Regions from separate parts of the Anser cygnoides genome. Here region 1 is linked to region 2. Evidence: chromatin contacts called from public Hi-C data. All regions are on one chromosome and are shown on one strand. Each heading gives the region's core, a stretch centred on a gene start, on an enhancer-like site or on the middle of the called end of the contact. The rest is flanking DNA. Distances are from core to core; before and after follow the strand shown. Region 1 overlaps TNS3 (tensin 3). Region 2 overlaps TNS3 (tensin 3).

Region 1 (5,976 bases), core at 1,356-3,855, 160 kb before region 2:
TGATTCCTGCACTCTGACTGTTTAGTCAAGCAAGGAAATAACTTGTAATTAATCCAAAGAGAAACTATACCATAATGTTCCAACTAAAAGGTACCTCCTCATCTACACACAGGAACGCAGTACTGATCAGTGAGCTGCATTATCTTCTGAAAATAAACCTACGCTACTTGTAAGATTAAAACAAACAATCATTCCAACTTTTATGTATTCAACACCAATTATGTCCAAAGGTTCAGATCCCTATCTCTACAGGAACACTGTTTCAAAGGGATTCAGTAGAACAAAAGCTGATTGAGTGGTGTCTGTGATAACTTCAGTGTCTTAACCTTTCTCAAATGTAGTAGGAAGTATTATTGCAGTCATAAAAATCTCTTTGTTCTCAAAAAAAATGTCCCATGTTTAACAATGATGCATAAGCAAAGTATTGTTTTTCCTTACTTAGAATGGGAAGTAGTCTAGGATTCAGACACTTGATAACCCAACAGCCTAACAAGCAAATTAAAAGATCTGAACTCTACCCCAAATCCGCATAGGCCATTAAATCTTTCTGCACAAGACAGAGCAGCTTCATACATCTGGACACTTTGGCTTCTTGGCCCTTCTACACTGTGCCAATTATGGGTGGTATACCTCTTGCAAAACTCAGTCATATCTGTACACCCATACAGAAATTTCATAATGATGCTACTGTCAGGCACACATCCTGGAAGTTACATGACTGATAAATATTTCTGGAGTGAAATGAACATGGCATAAATTGACCAAAAAATTACAGTGCTGCTAAATGCAATTACAATTCCATTTTTAACTTTAGCTTACAAATTAGTTTAACTAAATGTAGTTTAGCTAAAACATTTGAATTCAAACTCAATTTTAAACTAAAAAACTCATTTTTTTAACTGTAGTTCAATTAAAAACTGTCACTTCAGGTCTTTCAGATGGACTGGGTTTGCTCTCCCATGGAACATAACAGAGTGAATGGAAACATCTGGAATAGTTCAATGCTTTTTAAAATTATTATTTAATAAAGTAAGCAAAAAAAAAAAGATTTATTTCCTTCTCCTCCTCTGTCTGAAGCATGTAGCTATGCTGTAGCATGATTTATGAAACCATAATTTGAATCATTTTCAAAGATTTATTTTTGATAAAGTAATAACCTCTGAAGATATTGCAGATGTTTAGCCACCTTGTTATTCTTAATTTTCCATGTCATCTAGAGATGTAGGGATTTTTTTGAGGGCGGGAAGGAAGATGGCTTTGTCTACTTTAATGAAATATTTATTGAGCTGAAAAACCATCTAGTCTCCTGCAAAATGTAAGACTGTAACAACCGTATATCTGCATTGCACCCACCGCATTAAGGACCTGAGGAAGTTTTAAGGCAATATATTCAAAGAAAATTTTAACTCACGCATGTAAAAGATGATTAGAATTAGCTAAGAGAAACAACAGAATTTTGACCTTATGGAAAAGACAGTCCCTCCCTTACTCATGCTCACTTACATAGACATTTATCTCTTAATCATGGTGATGGAAACAGGCTACATTTTTCTGAAAAGTAAAAGTAAAAACATATTATTAATGGCATTACCCAAACGCCTGTTGAACACTGATGGAAATGGGGTATCAACCACCTCTCTAGGAAGCCTGTTCCACTGAGGTGTTCTCAGCCTCTCCTCATAGGACATGCTTCCAAGATTTTCTAAAGCAACAAATCATGCCATTTTAAGAGGGAGATGGGAATGAGACATGGTTGAAAGTAGTGGTAGGTTTTACTGAAAATGGGTAAAAAGTTTTCTGTTTTCTGCTTTTACAGTTTGCTAGGTACGATCAAAACATTGTTTTAGCTTTCCTTCCCTACATCTCAGGGACAATACTTGTGATAAAAGATGGCTGGTTAGAGGAAGCAAGTCTTACAAGTGATCTCTAACAGCAGATTAAGATCATACATTACTAGGCATGAAAGAATATGCATAGAGTGAAGTAAAGAGAGAACATAGAGAGTCCATACTTTCCCGAAACTGAAAATGAAGAACTACTGCAGCACTGTGTTACTAGTACATGGTATCTTCATTTACTACCAGAAACCCCACCAAACTCATCTTAATGTAACTCAGCTCATGTAAAAGCAAAAATTAGAATTTCTTTCATATACAGAGCACTGATTCACCTCTGACAAGCTATGCACATAGCACTGAGTGAAAAAGCTCAACCACTGTTCTGCATGGTTCATTAAGACACATCTTACAACATTAAATAAACAAACAAGGATCATTATCTACTTCCTCCTGTTCTCAAAAACAATGAGTACTTAAGCCAAGACTTCATTTTGGACAGAGTCCAGAACACCATTACAAGAGCAGTCAGTACTTTGCACAATTTTATTTATAGTTATGTGCCACAGTTTGACAGTTCATTCAAATGCCAAAAGTGCATACATCAATTACATAAAAAATAGCTGCACATGCAGGTCCATATACAATCATATATATCCAGCTGTAAAAACTGGGCCAAATGTGCCAGTGGAACCAGCAGCAATTTTACCAAAAAGATTTCTAAAGAAGGGATTATGAAAAACACTTCAGGGAATGACAACTGTGTTGAAGAACTTTGCTCAGTCAAGTTTAAGGAAATAGTTCACTTTCATTTTTATTTTTTTTTAAATAGTGAACATTCTGTAACACATACTGCATAAAGACAAACTTGTTAAGGATACATGTGTATAAAAGCCCCTGCGAAGAAGTGTGAAAGGAGTGGTAGCTGCTTATCTGCTGTTTCTGCAAACAGTGCAGAAACATACAAGTGAACAGAGAGGTATGAACGTGCAACAGTGTACATTCTCAGACTTCACACACATTTATTTGCAGGGCATTGAAAATAGGTACATGAATTTGTAAGGCATGGATTCTCTGAACGCTCACACTAGAAGGGTATAAAGGAAGACCTGGGAAACTACAGGCCAGTCAGTCTCGCCCCTGTGCCTGGCAAGATCATGAAGCAGATTCTCCTGGAAACTATGCTAAGGCACATGGAAAATAAGTTGGTGATTGGTAAAAGCCAGCATGGTTTCACTAAGGGCAGATCATGCCTGACAAATCTGGTGGCCTTCTACGACAGAGTTATAGCATGAGAAACTGGCATCATCTACCTGGATTGTGCAAAACATTTGACACTGCCCCCCACGATATCCTTGTCTCTAAACTGGAGAGACATGGATTTGATGGACGGACCACTCGGTGGGTACGGAATTGACTGGATGATCTCACTCAAAGAGCTGCGGTCAATAGCTCAATGTCCAAGTGGAGATCGGTGACGAGTGGTGTTGTTCCTCATCAGTCAGTTTTGGGACTGGCACTGTTTAACATCTTTGTGGGTGAAATGGACAATGGGATTGAGTGCACCCTCAGCAAGTTCACTGATGATACCAGGCTGTGTGGTGCAGTTGACACACTGGAGGGAAGGGATGCCATCCAGCAGGACCTTGACAGGCTTGATAGGAGGGTCTGTGTGAACTTTAAGAAGTTGTACCAGGCCAAGTGCAAGGTCCTGCATGTGGGCTGGGGCAATCCCAAGCAGAAATACAGGCGAAATACAGCAGAAATGCTGGGGAAATCCCAAGCAGAAATGTGTGCTTGCAGCCAAGGAAGCCAACTGTATCCTGGACTGCATCACAAAAAGCGTGGCAGGCACGCCGAGGGAAGTGATTCTCCCCCTCTACTCTGTTCTTGTGAGACCCCACTTGGAGGACTGCATTCAGCTCTGGGGCCCCCAGCACAAGAAGGACATGGACATACTAGAACGAGTCCAGAGGACAGCCACAAAGATGATCAAGGGACTAGAGCACCTCTTCTATGAAGAGAGGCTGAGAGAGTTGGGGTTGTTCACCTTGGAGAAGAGAAGTCTCCAGGGAGACCTTATAGCGGCCTCAAGGGGGCCTACAGGAAAGCAGAAGAGGGACTCTTCGTCGGGGGGTGTAGTGATAGGACAAGGAGTAATGCTTTTAAACTAAAAGAGGGTAGATTTAGATTAGATATTCCAAAGAAATTATTCACTCAGAGGGTGGTGAGGCAATGGAACAGGTTGCCCAGAGAAGTTGCAGATGCCCCATCCCTGGAAGCATTTAAGGCCAGGCTGGATGGTGCTTTGGGCAACCTGGTCTAATGGCGCCCACTGCAGGGGGGTTGGAATTAGATGATCTTTAAGGTCCTTTCCAACCTAAACCATTCTATCATTCTATGATTCTAGAAACCAGATAATCCTACCACTCTCTCGTTATTTAACACTCAGTTTAGGCACACACACAGTGCATCAATCCCATTCATCTCCACTACTGTTTGTTATTGACTCAGCTCCGATTAGTGGATATTTCCATTCAATCTCAGGGCGGTTCAGCCCTGATCTGCCAACTCGCTCCATTACAGGTCAACAAATTCTCTTGATACACACATTAGGTGAAGGACTGTTTGAGTCACAGGGAAGATGGCTCACCCTAAAACTTGGTGTAAGACTGATCATCACTGATCAGCAGTCAACTGCTGTTTTGGTTATCCTTTATTCATGGTTATTTCCTCATCTCCATGTCAGCAAGCATTTCTTTGTGCTATTAATTACACCTCCTGTTGCTGAAGTAGTGGAAACAGCTAGTTAATTGCCTTAGTGAGTATCCTGCTCAGGTTAATTCCTTAAGACTACTCAGAGGTAAGGTAAACCATATCTAGTACGCCTGTGCTCTTTTACCACAGACTGCTAACGAACAACAAGGCATTATTGTTATTTTACGTGATCATTTACCTTAAATTATATGGTTTTGTGTTCTTTCATATATAGCATATTTACAGTCTTCCACTGCAAGCATGCTGAGTACTTCAGGTTTACTGCATATATGTACATGCACAGGGGATAGAGTCGGACTAAACTGGTACTTCAGCTGTGCCCTGTGGAGGGAAATCAGTGTGAACATGTCTGGAGAATAACTTCCCATGACACTGTACATTAGTTTGCTCCCCAGCATGCAGGAATACACTTTTGACTTTACCAAACTCGGTGAGTTATGTTTTTACCTGTTTTCATTTTTAATTCTAGTTAACATTTAACACTCAACCCAAAGTAGAGTAATTCTGCTGTTTCAAGGTATCTACCTCTTTTCTCATAGAGCTGAGAACAGCAGGTTGCTTTTTCAGTATTCAGTTATATGGCTAGAAGAACATTGTGATGTTTTGTGACGTTCTTTTGAAGTGCTGTGCACAATTTGAAACAAAATATCAGAACATCTGTGTTTTATGGTCAGAACTACAACTGTCATCTAGATTCAGATGAGACATGAAATGATACTGGCTATTGCACCTAACCTATGTAACTTGGAATTTTTCCTTGCAGCTAGAATGCTCCATTTCCATCAAGAGACGATGTACCGAGGGCAAAACACTCCAGGTCTTCCTCATCCTTAATATTCATTTAGTCAACCTGCTTTTTCCCCAATTTGTTTTGTTCACGGTATGCATAAATGATTCCTTATACAACAGCCAGGAGAAGTCCAGATATGTAAGTAAATAATTCCTAAAGCAAGGAAAACCAGAATGTTCCCAGTTTCAAGCAGACGTGGCAGCATGCCACATACAGATTGTTTTACCTTTGGAACCATGGGTAGTTTTAAAATCAAGTTCCATTATTAAGCAAATGGTACTTGAAAAACTCAAAATAGAACATTTTGGCACTTGACATAAAGGCAAACTTAAAAAGTTATTATTATTGTGGTAAAGCTATATGAAGGAATATTTCTTTTAAAAATATTTTCTTTAATAAAATGTTATTCTTTATGTTACTTACTTCAATACCACATGCTGAAGCACATGCAGAAAATGACAGGGGAATAATCCTGATCTCCCCAATTTTAGTCTTGGTGATAATACCCTAAAATACAGAACTGATCTGTCCCTTAGCTTTGCCCTAGTGTTAATCATAATTTCCTAATGGTGT
Region 2 (5,570 bases), core at 2,624-5,123:
GCCACTCTTCCCCCAGCCTGTAGCGTTGCATGTGGTTGTTGTGCCCCAGGTGCAGGACCTGGCACTTAGATTTGTTGAACCTCACAGAGTTGGCCTCATCAGTCCAGCCTATCCAGATCCCACTGTAGAGCCCTCCTACTCTTGAGCAGATCACCACTCACTCCTAACTTGGTGTTGTTTACAAACTTACTGAGGGTGCACTTGACCCTCTCACCAAGATCAGTGATAAGGATTTTGAAGAGAACTGGCCCCAAAACTAAGCCCTGGGGTCACCACTTGTGTCCGGCCTCCAGATGGATTTAACTCCATTCACCGTGATACTTTGGGCCCAGTTACACAGCCAGTTTTTAGTCCAACAAAGCATACACCTCTCCAAGCCTTGAGCAGCCAGTTTCTTCAGCACAAGGCTGCGGGAAACGGTGTCAAAAGCCTTTCTGAGTATAGGTAGACCACATCTACAACCTTTCCCTCATCCACTGAGCACCTCACCCTGTCGTACAAGGAGATCAACTTTCTCAAGCAGGACTTGCCTTTCATAAGCCCATGCTGACTAGGCCTGATCACCTGGTTGTTCAGTAAGTGCTGTGTGACGACGGTACGCAGGATAATCTGCTCCATGAGCTGCCCCCACACCAAGGTCAGACTGACAGGCCTATAGTTTCCTGGATCCTCCTTCCAGCCCTTCTTGTAGATGGGTGTCACATTTGCTAGCTGTTAACCGACTGGGACCTCCGCTGATAGCCAGGACTGCTGATAAATGATGGAAAGCATCTTGGTGAGCATTTCCGCCAGCTCCCTCAGAACCCTTGGGTGGATCCCGTCTGGCTCCATAGACTTGCATACATCTAAATGGAGTAGTAGGTCGCTAACCATTTCCTCATTGGTTTCTGCTCCCCGTCCCTATCTACCAGCTCAGGGGACTGCATACCCAGAGAACAACTGGTCTTGCTGCTAAAGACTGAGGCAAAGAAGGCATTAAGTACCTCAGCCTCTTTCTCATCTCTTGTCACTATGTTCTCCCCACATCCAATAAAGGATAGAGATTCTCCTTAGTCCTCCTTTGCTTGTTCATGTATTTATAAAAATATTTTTATCGTCTTTAACAGCATTAGCCAGATTAAGCTCAAGCTGGGCTTTGGCCCTTCTAATTTTCTCCCTGCACAGCCTCCCGACATCTTTGTAGCAGCCCACCCCTTCTTTCAAAGGTCATAAGCCCTCTTTTTTTTCCTGAGCTCTAGCCACAGCTCTCTGTTCAGACAGGATGGTCTTCTTCCACACTGGCTCGTCTTTTAGCATGTGGCGATGGCCTGCTCCTGTGACTTTCAGATTTCCTCTTGAAGACTGTCCAGCCTTCCTGGACTCCTTTACCCTTCAGGACTGCCTCCCAAGGGACTCCACCAACTAGTCCCCTTAACAGGCCAACGTCTGCCCTCCAGAAGTCCAGGGTGGCAGTTCTGCTAACCCCCCTCCTTACTTTTCCAAGAATCAAAAACTCTTATTAATTCGTGATCACCGTGTGCGAGACAGACTCCAACCTTCACATCAAGCAGAAATCCATCTCTATTTGAGAGCAAAAGGTCCAGCGGGCACAGTCCCTCGTAGGCTCACACACTAGCTGTCAGGAAGTTATCTTTCACACACTTTAGAAACCTCCTAGACTGTTTCCTCTCTGCTGTGGTCTATTTCCAGCAGATATCTGGTAAGTTGAAGCCCCCCATGAGAACAAGGGCTAGCAACTGCAAGGCTTCTCCCACTTGTTTGTAGAATATTTCATCTGTCTCTTCATCCTGGTTAGGCAGTCTATAACAGACGCCCACCATGACATCTGCCTCATTGGCCTTTCCCCTGGTTCTTACCCATAAACACTCACCACTGTTCAGCTCTAGACAATGAAAACACTCCCTAGCATACAGGGCTACCCCACTGCCTCTCCTTCCTAGCCTATCCCTTCTGAGGAGTTTGTAGCCATTCATTGCAGTGATCTAATTGTGCAAGCAATGTTTCTGTGATGACAAGTATGTCATAGTTTTACTGCTGCACAATGGCTTTCCAGCTCCTTCTGATTGTTGCCCACACTGCGTGCATTGGTGTAGATGCAGTTCAGTTGGGCTAGTGATCCCATCATCTTTTTGCAGTGAGATGCCCTAATTCCTGCATGACCATTCCCAGTCATTTTTGTCATTTCTAACCCGCCAATGTTCCTTGTGCCTTTGGTGCCACATGGCTCTCCATCCCCTACCTCAACAGGGGCAGAAGACCGATGGACCTTGCTAACACATCATCCCTTAACAATTGTTCTGCTACCCCCGGCTTGTCTCTGTCCAGCCTGATTTTATCCCTTTCCCCCTTCAAATCTAGTTTAAAGCCCTATTAATGAGTAGTGCTAACTTCCGAGCAAAGATCCTTTTCCCCCTTAGAGACAGGTGAACCCCATCCATTGCCAGCAGGCCTGGTGTCTTGTAAAATGACCCATGATCAAAAAAAACAAAGTCCTGCTCATGACACCAGGTTTGGAGCCAGATATTGATTTGCTGGCTCTCCCTGTTCTTCGCCTCGCCAATCTCTGCAACTGGAGGTATTGAGAAAAACACCACCTGTGCTCCTGACCCCTTAACTAGTTGTACCAAGGCCCTGAAGTCTCTCTTGATTGCTCTCGGACTTCATCTTGAAGCTTCATCATTGCCTACCTGAAAAATCAGTAACAGGTAATTGTCCAAGGGATAAACCAGGGCAGGAAGCTTTCTCTTCACGTCCCAAATCTGGGCCCCGTAGAGGCAGCAGTGGGAAGAATCCAGAAGCTGCCCCATGTTAGATAGTTTCAGCCGGCTCCAAAGGGACCTGACACTGCCCAGAGCTGAGCCAATAAGCGATGCTGTTTGCGCCTCTGTGAGAGCATATTTAAGAAAGGGGAAAGAAAAAAAAAAAGAAAAAGAAAAAAAAAACAACCTACTACACAACAGCAGCTGGGAGAGTGAGGAATGAGAAACAGCCTTGCAGATACCAAGGTCAGCTAAGAAGGAGAGGGAGGAGGTGCTCCAGGCAGGCAGCAGCAGTTCCCCTGCGGCCTGTGGAGAGGCCCCTGGTGGAGCAGGCTGTCCCCCTGCAGCCCATGGGTCCCACACGGAGCAGATCTCCACGCTGCAGCCCGTGGAGGAGCCCCCGGTGGAGCAGGTGGATGTGGCCTGGAGGAGGCTGCGGCCCATGGAGAGCCCCCGCAGGAGCAGGCCCCGGGCCGGAGCTGCAGCCCGTGGAGAGGAGCCCCCGCAGGAGCAGGGGTCTGGGGGGAGCTGCCGCCCATGGGGGACCCGTGCTGGAGCAGTTTGCTCCTGGGGATGGACCCCGTGGTACGGAGCCGTGTGGGAGCAGTTCTTGAAGAGCTGCTGGCTGTGGGCAGCCCCCGCAGGCTCAGTTCGGGAAGGACGGCATCCCGTGGGAGGGACCCCACGGGGAGCAGGGGCAGAGTCTGATGGTGAAGGAGCGGCAGAGAAGTGCTATAGACTGCCCGCAACCCCCATTCCCCTGCGCTGCTCGGGGGGAGGAGGTGCAAGAGAATGGATGGGGGGAAGGTGGTTTTGCTGGCCTAAGAGTAGGGCACAGTGTGCAGCCTGACACCTGGGGGCAGCGTGTTCGCCCCGGAGCTCTGGCTGGGAGGCTGCGATGCTTGTGGAGGGTGCCAAGCTCCGAGAAGCCATGGCTGGATACCACGGCTCCCGATCGAGATGCCCAAACTTCTGGACTCTCCCGGCCCGAACTGCTGCGCCGGGCCCCCTACGCTCGTCCTGGTCTCCCCATGTTCCGAGGGGCCGCCCCTGCAGGAGGGGGCGGGAGGGGGCCGCCCCCGGTCCCGCCCAGCCCCGTCAGCCGCTCTCGCGAGGGCGGCCGGAGCGGGGTGGCTGCCTGGGCCGCCGGACCTCTCGCGCGCCGTCACGGAGAGAAAGCAGGGGGCTTGTGTCCGCTCCCAGGCGCTGTCAGCGGTGTCCCGGCAGTTCAGAAAGGGGGGTGTTTCTTAAAAGAACTCCCAACTTTACAAAAGCAGAATTTGTACAGAATAGCTCGCGTACATCAAATTTAAACTGACTGATCTTCTTGCTCCCTCCTTATCCCACCACTGAAATAAACTAGATAGTTTCTGTTTCTTCGCAATGGAGAAGAGAGCTAAGCCTAAAATAAGGGAAGTTAGCTCATACTCAAATCTCTCGTTCAGGAGGGGAATTTCTCTTTCAAGCTCTATGAAGCCTATGCTTATTTTGGAGCCTATGCTCATTCCTCTGCCTGCTGCAATAGCAGACAGATGTACAGTGGTTGCATAACTACAAGACAGACTTTTGTGACCGTTTTTTCCAAGGCCTTCCCGCTTCTTTTGTAACACTCATTGCTGTGATTCTCATGTGGAGAAGTTTTAGCAAATGAAACTTGGTGAACTTCTAAGATTCAGTTTTAAATAGTCCCCATAAAATGACACAACACAAGCAAATCGAAACACACCAGACAGAGATTGTATTTTGAAATCACACTGCTGAGTTTATGACTTCAGAGACCATCTGAAGCTAAGTTATCAGGCTGACATAATGCATGCTAGGAGTAAGTTACAGTACGAGCAGCAAGCATGTCAAAGATACATTGCACTTAGTGTTTTAACAATCTTCAAGAGGATTTTTCATCCACATTCCAGTAACTTATGTGAGTGAACATAACCAAGAAAGTAAAGCACTTTGGCCTATTAGAGGAGGGTCTTTTACCATTGGCTCAGCAACCAGGCAACCACTGACCTTTAACAATTCATTCATATTTCTGCCTCGGGATAAATTGTGTGTATACACACGCATACTTGTACCATTTAACCAGATTACACAAAAGTTGTTCCCCAAAGGAAACAAGATAAAAACACCTCATTGTTTGCAAACGTGGCCACAGAAACCTCAAGTGTGCACATCATGCAGTCTTAACTCTTGTGCCCTGCAGAACTTTATTAAATATTGCTCTGTAATTTATAGGTATAGAAAAGGAAGGGAGATCTCATGTTCAGCACTTTGTAACGGCATACCTGAAAATAAACTTAAGAAGGAGAATGCTCTTGTTCTAAGGAAAGTTACTTTCTTTTCCTTGGATAGGATCCCAGGGTAAGGTTTAATCAGCAGTACAAATGCTAGTATCCTAGCACTATTATGCTCAGGTACTTCCAACAGCAGAGACTGATGAATAGAGGTTAATTCTACCGTCACAGACCCAGCCTATTCAACCTTATTTGGCCATTCCAATGAAATTTCAGCATTCTGATGAAATTGCAGAAATTGCTAAATAAGCACAGTTTCAGTTGTGTTTTCAGTAATCACTGAACAGCCTTCTTCTCCCTGATGGATACACAGGACAAATGCCACCTTCCTCAAAAGGTGAATCGTTCACTGTCTCTAATAATTAGCTAGAACAGTTAAAATAGAGTAAAATTACTTGAAGTTTTATGGTAAAATAAAAATTCCAACAGTACTTTTGCTTGTTGCCTGTGTGACCTTTATCAAATGTTTAACAATACGAGAGAGTTAATTATGAAAAAAAGGTACACGTGTTTAATT

The links. A called contact is a pair of places that touch in the nucleus more often than the background predicts.
Region 1: a Hi-C map of liver shows a contact between it and region 2, with 1.9 times the contacts expected there. The contact joins two enhancer-like sites. A contact is called at or near these places in 5 of 7 Hi-C or Micro-C datasets (fetal liver, granulosa cells and liver).

What each region holds. Positions count from the first base shown.
Region 1 is chr2:55,411,255-55,417,230 of Taihu_goose_T2T_genome, reverse strand. The region is part of intron 17 of TNS3 (tensin 3); the gene reads right to left. Among named protein-coding and RNA genes, the nearest start is that of TNS3, 190 kb to the right of the region's middle. Within about 2 kb of position 2,605, at least 1 of the 3 cell types and tissues checked has open chromatin away from gene starts, as enhancers often do. A contact at or near this core is called in liver, where this site is marked.
Region 2 is chr2:55,249,649-55,255,218 of Taihu_goose_T2T_genome, reverse strand. All of the region lies in intron 1 of TNS3 (tensin 3), which reads right to left. Among named protein-coding and RNA genes, the nearest start is that of TNS3, 24 kb to the right of the region's middle. Within about 2 kb of position 3,873, at least 1 of the 3 cell types and tissues checked has open chromatin away from gene starts, as enhancers often do. A contact at or near this core is called in liver, where this site is marked.